2 separate regions of the Mus musculus genome follow, and region 1 is linked to region 2. The links are chromatin contacts, called in public HiChIP or PLAC-seq maps. All regions are on one chromosome and are shown on one strand. Each heading gives the region's core, a stretch centred on a gene start, on an enhancer-like site or on the middle of the called end of the contact. The rest is flanking DNA. Distances are from core to core; before and after follow the strand shown. Region 1 overlaps Ust (uronyl-2-sulfotransferase). Region 2 holds the start of Ginm1 (glycoprotein integral membrane 1).

Region 1 (4,281 bases), core at 558-3,057, 430 kb before region 2:
TTCCTAAAACTTGCCCACCTGTATCTATTTACATGTATATATGGATGCATAAGTGTCTGTGTACATGAATTTTTAAGTTGAAAACTATACCTTTTAGAAAGGTCCAAGCCATAAAGCTGACATTGTGCCCTGGGGCCTTATAATTCTGTGTAGAACCGCAGAAGCAACTTGATTTGGGGGGAAACCTTTGAGGAAAACAGATCACCAGGATAACTTCCCTGTGGCTGTGCCATCATCTGTGGGTGGGTGATAGCCATTAACCTAACATCAGAGTTAGGTCTCAACAGGGGAGCGCCTGTGTGTGTGTGTGTGTGTGTGTGTGTGTGTGTGTGTGTGTGTACACGTGTGTGTGGGGGGGGGGGGTTTAGTAGAGTCTTTCAAAGAAGTTACCAGCTTTTGGGCTGATTTGGAGTCCAGACTTGGGGAGAAAACACCTGATAGCAATTTGTCCTCTGCCTACCAATTTTAAGTGCCAGGGAAAGCCAACTCCTAGAGCCTTGACCTAGACAGGCACTGGGTTGTGCCCTCCAGCATGGGAATGGCACCAGGAGGAACCAAGGTGCCTCTTCCAGCCCTGGTGCTTGTTTCTAAGCTTTAGGATCTCCATGTGTAGTTGGCTCACTTCTGTAGGTGCCTCGGCTCCACTGGTCATCAGCACTGCAGATACTCAGGCCCCCATACGGCCTCTGCAGGTGTCACTACCCTCCGTTATTGGTTTACCCAGAGTATTCATTCATCTGACCTAACCAAAACATGCATTTGCTTACTACAAAGATCAAACCTTGTGATGCCCCTTCTTTCCCCTTCTGATTTTCCATTAGAAGGAGGCTCACTAGGTCCCCAGGGAACAAGGATTCCCAAGTGGTTATGGGAGGGTTTTTGTCTGTGTTTTTCTGATTATTATTTGCTCTTTCTCAGGGGTAAGTCTGTGTGTTCAGCTCTTAAAGGGCCTCTTCTTCTTTGCATTGGGCTTACCAGGTACACCATTGAGCATCAATAAATGTGTGCTCTGAGTCCAGGCCACTAAATTACCAACGCCACTGCTCCTCCACAGCTGTTGTCCCTGCTACAGCCCCTACCATGGCCACTGCCATCTTTGCTGGCTTGGCAGGTTCCAAGTTAACTGATGTGTAGCTGAGATGTCCAAATAGGAGTTACTTCAGCAGGCCACCCATGTCTTTAGAGTCTAGAGTTGAGAGCCACCCATGTGACATTTCTACCTGTCCCATGGCAGGCTACTGACCCGTTAGCCTCTACCCCAAAATGGGCAGTGCTCCAATCTCCATGGGTGTTTGGCGACCCATTCCATCCTGGTCTCTGTGGACTTTTGTTGACCCACGCCACATAAGCCAAATGCATTCTCCTTCCAATTCCAACTATCAAAAGAGAGAGGGAGTGTTAAAAGGCCTTCATTTTCATTCTTCAAAGGAGCCTAGCACTCTGGGGGAATGGAGAAAACCATGTAATTTGCATTTGGCTGCACAGAGCAAAGTTCTCTTGAAATTCAAAGTGATCTCAACTTAATTTTTAGTTATTTATACTTCTAGATCTAAAATGAAGACCGAAAAGAAAAAGAAAGAAAAAACCCTCTGTTTACTTTACCAACCTTAAACTCAGAGACAGCCATGAAGTGTGGACACCCCGCCTCCCTTAATTGCCATACCTCCAAGAAGCTGACCTTAGCATGCCATCAATCACACGAGTGGCACATCAAAAGCGCCTCCTGCCAGCCCCGCCTACCGCTGTGAAGTCAGAGTGACACACGTTCATTTCCGTTGCTCGCAGCTGCAGGGCGGCCAGCCTACCCTGCAGTTGTATTTCATGTGTCTGAACTGTGTGGCCGCCCTGCATAATTCAGGAAATGAGTTTACTCTATCTGTGACACACATCGTGTTCACATCGTATTCATAGTGTCCTGCGCAGGGCTCTGCAGGAGTTGCTAGGGTGGCAGCCCTATGGCACTTGCCCTGTTGCTCACTCTGCCTCACCCTTGCTGCCTAGAGCTCCGCTCCAATTCCTCCTCACCCGTCAACTGAGAAAGTCTTCCTCTCTTTTGTGTGCTAGAAATTTCTGGGTCTAATCTTCTAACCTGGGAATAATAAAGTGCAGATTTTTTTTTTTTTTTGAAAAAACAGAACACTTGCTAAAGTGGCAGGGCCTCTTGTCAATCACTGTTCAGCTAACCGGAAGCTGAAAAATGATACCTATCTCCTGATGATGCCTGCCTCCACCCCAGGTAAAATTTGACCTCACTTACGTTCCTATGAAGCACATATCCATTTCTTGCACGTGACCTCTGTTGGAGCAGGTTAAAACAAGTCTAGATTGGCGAGTGGGAGGCCCTCTTTTCCCTGTGAAGTATTCATTCTCTCAAATGGAGACAGGGAAACGCAGAGTCTGTCCAGTATCAAAAACAGCTCCAGCCAGCAATGAGGTCTGATTCTTTTGCACTAGGTTGGCCCCTCCAAGGTCATAAAGCAAGGCCTCTGTCCTGGGCTGCAGCTGGGTTTACATACTGTTTCCAGATTGTTTATTCTGGCCCAGAGTCAAGGCAACAACGTATTTCCATTATACGCCTTTGACAGGCTAAGACGGGTGGTAGGGGAGGCTCCAAGTGGCAGGTTTGTGATTTCTTTTTTTTATTTACATTAAAGGAGCTTTTTAGAGTCCGAAGATTATGAACCAGTCTAAACATCATGTCCGTGCAACAGAGGTGGAGAGAGTTGAGGCGTTAGCGAAATGTCCAGATTTGGGTCAGAAAAGGCCTCCTCTCTTCGGTCTCAGCTGGAGTGAAGCAGGTCACGCCTGTTACCACACAGTCTGTCTCCTACACAAGCTAGGATCGTGGTGGACGATGTTTATTATCATGTTTGAACACGAATCCCCAAGATGGGTAGAGTGGTTCACTGAACGGACCATGTGTTGACACACAGCCACCTGCACATTTTGCAATGGCCCTACATTCAATGCAATAGCAGCATGGTGCTGAGCTGGGATGAGGTTTCCAAAGTCCTGTAGGGCTTGTCTGTGTTAGGCAGTACTTCCTGTGAAGGATCGGCTTTCTGAAGATGTCCCCAGTATTCCTGATGTGACATCTTCCACAAGGAATTTGACCATCAAGGCTGACCAAAAAGACACCATGGATACCCACAGCAGATGCCTTGGTGCGTGGAGCAAATGGGTGTGATCTGAATGACTGTTTTACTCCTTCTATTTTTGCATGTGTCTATGTGTATAATATGCATAAGCGTGGGTGTGTGTACAGTGTGCACACATGTGGAAAGAGTCAGAAGCTAACATCAGATGTCTTTCTTAGACCCTCTGTACGTTATTTATTGAGTCAAGGTCTCTCGCTGAACCCAGAGCATAACACTTCAACTAATCAGGCTAACCATGTGCCCTGTGTCTCAGCCTCCTGAGCAGTGGGATGAGAGGAACCTGTTCTGCCCCAGCTTCTTATGTGAGTGTCAGGAAATCTGAACTCTGGCCCTCACCCTTGTTCTGGAAATGCTTTCTTATGCCATCTCTAAATAAAACAAAAAAACAAAAAAACAAAAAACAAAAACAAAAAAAAACAAAAAACAAACAAACAAAGAAACAAAACAGACGGCGGGGAGGGGAGGAGACATGATAGAGTATTGAAGATTATAGCCAATCAAATCATTGCGCACCACTGACACAACAGAATCAAGTCACATAGATGTCACTGTGACCAGAGGTACTCAGAGTCCTTTAGTTCATTTAGTTACAATATGCCTAGCACATAGTTGTTAACTGTAAGGAGGCAGAGGCGCATATCTGTCTGCACAGATACTTAAGTGTGTGGCAACCTTACAGTAGTAATTCTAAAGCTTGACCAAGTTCGTGAAAGTGACCTGTCACCATTACATGGTTTCAACAGAAAGACAAAAAAAAAAAAAAAAAAAAAAAAAAAAAAAAAAAAGCAGATTTCCACTCCCTGTCCAGCCCAGCCATGCCTTCCCTATTACTCTACTTCAAGAAATCAGATTTCTAGACATGGAGGGAATTTCTCAAGCAGCAGCTTATGTAAAATCAACACCCAAAGTTGCCCTTTGGCTTAATCCAGTCTTACCGATGGATTTCAAATGCAGGTCTCAAATCAACAAACTCTTATGGAAGGTTGCGCTATTCCCGGCATGGAGATGGGCGCTGGGGGAGCTAACACGGAGACAGACAGTCCCTTTCATTCTGAAAACACTTTTGCTGGCTGCAAAGTTTTTCAGCAGATCCTTCTGGGCTCCCTGCAGCACTGCCTCCCCC
Region 2 (4,466 bases), core at 1,051-3,550:
ATCATGTGGGCTTCCAAGGGCTAAAGTCAGGTTTTCAGGCTTGGCAGCAAGAGCCTTTATCAGCCGAACCATCTTGATGGGCCCACAGTCAATGCTGGGAATGAACCCAGGGCTCTGAAGCACTGTACCAAGGGAGAGGTGGATTCATTGCTAAGGATGGGGACAGTGATGTGGCTGTGCTTTACCAGAAAACCCCCAGCTAAACAGTAATATTCTAGACTGCTACAGTGTCTCCAGCAGAGCTCATGCATTTAGTAGTCACAGTTCAGCAATTTCATTTCCTGGATTTACCATCTGCTGATTATGAAGGAGGGGGGATCCATCCTTAATGACCTACTAATATCTGAGAGCTACCTAGCAGTTTACTGTACCCTAGAAGTAAGGCATATGGCAGAGGTAGTAGGAGAAAATGGCTTCAAAAGCTGAAAAAAAAAATCCTTTCTATGGCAAAGGTTTTATTTCAAAGAAAAACTAAATACATTTCTTTAAAAAAAAAGATTTATTTTATGTATATGAGCACACTGTAACTGTACAGATGGTTGTGAGCCACCATGTGGTTGTTGGGATTTGAACTCAGGACCTTTGGAAGAGCAGTTGGTGCTCTTAACCACTGAGCCATCTGACCAGCCCCCTAAATAAATTTCTTATTCTACCTAACAGGCCATACATACAACTACGTGTCAATCGGTATGCAATCCTGTATTAAGAAAACTCCTTCCCCGGGGGAGCTGTGAGCATCTACCCCTACTTCTAAGGTCTATGACAAACCAAAATATAATCCCACCAGCATTCGCCCAGGAAGTCCTTGGGTTTATTGGGCTTACTCATGTGAGGGGTTAGTAACAGAAGTGTGGGGACCCCAGGGCAATGGTGGGAAATCACCACGGCTGAGGGCTTCTCAGTAACCTCCTGGCTGGGGTCCGGTCTCCTACTCTTCCCCAGCCAATATGCTCCAGCCCCTCCCTGAAGTTCAGTGCGATTAGGACAGAATTGTTTTCCAGCTGGCCTCACGACCTGAGTTGGATCCCCGTAAGCCACATGGCAGAAGCGGAGAACTGGCCCCCGGATGTTGTCCTCTCACGTCCACATGACACCTTGCTCCACAATAAATACAAGCTAAAGGGTTAGAAAAAGGGTTTGGAAAGGCGGCTCAGCGGTTAAGGCCCCTTATTGCTCTTACAAAGGACTGGGGTTTGATTCTCAGCACCCACATGGTGGTTTACAACTCATTTACATAAAATTTTAAAAATTAACAGGTTAAAGAAAGGTCTACACCTTCATTTCATAGGTTAGGAAAGTAATGGAGCAGAATGTGGAGACATGTGAACCGGGCTTCATTTGGTGGCATTTTCTCTCGACGCCAAAAGTACAGTGGGACATTTAAGGTAAGGGCCAGGTCCTCAGCCCTGACCCATGACAAATTATCACTTTCCCAGCTCTAGTGCAATCTAATCGAATCAGATACTTGGGGCTGTACGGAGGCCCAGTACTTCATAAACTTTTTAAAGTCTCACCTGGCCGGGCAGTGGTGGCGCACGCCTTTAATCCCAGCACGTGGGAGGCAGAGGCAGGTGGATTTCTGAGTTCGAGGCCAGCCTGCTCTACAAAGTGAGTTCCAGGACAGCCAGGGCTATACAGAGAAACCCTGTCTCGAAAAACAAAAACAAAACAAACAAACAAAAGTCTCACCTGTAGCCAGAGGTGGCAATTTATGAGTCAGTAGGAATGGTGGTGTTTGCCTGTAATCTCAACACTCAGGAGGCAGAGGCAGGAGAATTGTCACAAGTTGAATGTCAGCTTGGTGTAGATAGAGGGTTCTGGAGCTGCATAGTGAGAGCCAGTGAAAAAGCGGGTACCTCTCCAAGTGCTAAATTTTTATTTATCATTCCTGACATTTTATAAGACACTAGTTGTTTCATTTTTTTGTAAGTATATCGACATATTGATACTAATGAAAAAGTACCATCAAGGTTGAGGTGAGAGGGTGGCACACTTCTGTAATTCCAGCAGGATCAGTAAGTAGTTCAAAGCTAGCCTAGGCTACTGTTTCGAGATCCTGTTTCGAAAGAGAAAACAAAATCACACTCCAAAAGTAAAGGCTTCGTAAAGAATTGCACTTGTTTGGAGAAAACCCCTTTCTCATCTCAAACTCCCGGAGGACGCTCACAAAGTTGGCTCCGCCCATAGACGTCAAAGGCCTGCGCAGCCCCAGCAGCTCGGTCGACCCGCCCCATTTGGGAGGGGTCGGTCCCGCCCCCCAGCCCCTCCCCTCCCCTAGGCCCCGCCCCGCCCCGGACCGCCACGCCCTCACCTCCCGCCGCGCCGGGCCGGTGTTGTCCAAGATGGAGGGCGGCCTGTCGGCGCCGCTGTCCGTCCGGTTGTTGCTGTTCATAGCGCTGCCAGCCGCGGGATGGCTGACCACCAACGCGCCCAGGCCGCCGTCCACAGCCCCGCAGGTAGGGCTGGGCGTCCGCAACAAGCCGCTCCTCTGCCTGGACCTCCGGGAGCCCGGGCGGGGTGACGCTGCCCCCTCCCGCAGGTGGACAGCCGAGAGTGCGGGGCTGGACCGGGTCTGGCCGCCGGGAGAGAAAGGGGGGGCTTTCCCGGATGCCGGGTGGGGTGGGTCCCCCGAAAGGGAACGCAAGGAAGGCGTGCAGGCGTCCTTGAAAGTGTGGTCAAGACTGCGGCCATCGAACTTGAGTTTCCTAGCGCCTCTCGAATCGGTTCGGATCCTGCCAGGTTTTGCTGTCGAAAATGCGTGATCGCTAGTGACTTCGGTCGTTTGTAATGGCTCCTTCCTGGGTTAGCGCCCGGTCCTGGGCCCTGAAGATGTTTGTGTTGCCCAATTAGCAATTTTCCAGGCCACCTGTGTCTGCTCGGCCGCGACCAGGAGGGAGTGCCTTTCTTGGTCTCGGGGCCACTCGGGCTAGCGACTGAGGGAGGCTGAAGGTCTATCGCTTCCCGGATGGGCTTTTTATTGGATGTGTGTTTGTGTGTGTGTGTGTGTGTGTGTGTGTGTGTGTGTGTGTGTGGTCGTGGGGGTGGGGTGGGTGGGAGGAGCAGTCCTTTCCTGCGTGATGGGTCGGAGATGAGTTTCTTCAACATCCCAGGGGAACGAGATTCAACCGCTCTAAGGTCACAAGTCTTTCAGATTCCTGGCTTACTGTGAGAACCCTGCCATTGCAAAATGCCAGCCCATGATTTACTCTTGTTGCCACATTGGCCTTCTTCAGTATAGTAGGAGAAAGTTTAGAGATTATAAAATTCGAGTTTTCCCCAAATGACAAGAAACTTATGTGGTAGGAACACACTAAAGACAGAAGTGACTGTCATGATAAATGTCACTTTTTATGTTTAAAACTTTACTTGTTGTGTATATGTGGTGTTGGATCGGGAACTTACACCAATGGAGGTCACAGGATAACCTTGTGGATTCAGTGTTTCCCATGGTCCTGTTTTGCAACAAGTGCTTTTATAACTCTTGAGCCATCTCCAGCTCTTTATTCTGCTTATAATGTTTTAGAATTATGCTAGAACTCTTCTTTTGAATACAGAAATCACAAAGCAGTAGCAACAACCTTGCAACTCTCAAGCACACTTGTATATGAAATTGTAGTTGAGCCGCAATTTCTTCTGGGTAAAATAGCAACTGTGCGGACAAGCACCCGGAAACCAAATAAATACTGGGTGATTGTAAAGTTATAGAGATATGGACTTATTTCCTCTCTTTTAGAATTTTGGAGATTCTTCATCATCTCTTCTGAATCCAAGAAATATTTGAACTTGCCCGCACAGTCAGTTTATTTTCAATATGTAAAGTGAGTATCTGTCCAACCTATACCTTTGTTTTGTAGAATGGCATCCAAATCAATGTAACTACCCTGAGCAAGAGTGGGGAAGAGTCTGAAGAACAGGTTTGTCTTCTTTTGATTATATTTTTACTATAATATTTAGCCAGAAAGTTTTACTGATTGTATTAGTCCATTTTCTGTTATTACATTGCAATGCCCAAGGCAGGCTACTACATATAAATACATGAAATCTATGCCAGGCTATATGAGGCTAGGCGTAGCACTTCATTCCTGTAATCCCAGCACTTTGGAGGCTGAGGCAGAAAGGGCTTACCTCAAATTAAAGTCAGCCTGTGCTTCTTAAGTAGCGAGACTGTCTTAAGAAACCCAAAACCAAGGACGGGAAGGATGGCTCAGTGGTTAAGAGCAGTGACTGCTCTTGTAGAAGATCCAGGTTGGATTCCCAACGTCCCCAAATGGCAGTTTATAACCATCTATAGCTGACCTAGACCAGCAGGTCATTCTCCAGTGACAGGCTGCTGAGGGGATGAGAAGATAAAGAAGATAGAAAAGTAGGGATCAGGGGGCTTGCATAAGCTATGTCTTATGTCAAGCAAGCTTACGATAGATATACAGTGTCTAGTGTGTAGTTTTATGGGAAAAATGGTACTGAGT

The links. HiChIP or PLAC-seq counts read pairs in DNA pulled down with a chosen protein or histone mark.
Region 1: an H3K4me3 HiChIP or PLAC-seq map of bone marrow-derived macrophages shows a contact between it and region 2, with 6 times the contacts expected there. The contact joins the enhancer-like site here to the promoter of Ginm1 in region 2. A contact is called at or near these places in 3 of 39 promoter capture datasets (cranial neural crest, frontonasal cranial neural crest and maxillary cranial neural crest), 1 of 484 Hi-C or Micro-C datasets (regulatory T cells) and 4 of 115 datasets of contacts at active chromatin or transcription factors (bone marrow-derived macrophages, embryonic forebrain, embryonic hindbrain and 1 more).

Annotation. Positions count from the first base shown.
Region 1 is chr10:8,211,692-8,215,972 of GRCm38.p6, reverse strand. The region is part of intron 7 of Ust (uronyl-2-sulfotransferase); the gene reads left to right. It overlaps 4930573G07Rik (a long non-coding RNA gene), which reads right to left. Exons shown (of 3, transcript XR_003948827.1): 1 at 2,258-4,281. Among named protein-coding and RNA genes, the nearest start is that of 4930573G07Rik, 4.4 kb to the right of the region's middle. Within about 2 kb of position 1,807, at least 139 of the 459 cell types and tissues checked have an H3K27ac peak or open chromatin away from gene starts, as enhancers often do. A contact at or near this core is called in bone marrow-derived macrophages, pro-B cells and regulatory T cells, where this site is marked.
Region 2 is chr10:7,778,751-7,783,216 of GRCm38.p6, reverse strand. It overlaps Ginm1 (glycoprotein integral membrane 1), which reads left to right and starts at 2,300. Exons shown (of 8, transcript NM_001346750.1): 1 at 2,300-2,456; 2 at 3,855-3,914. The coding sequence starts at 2,343.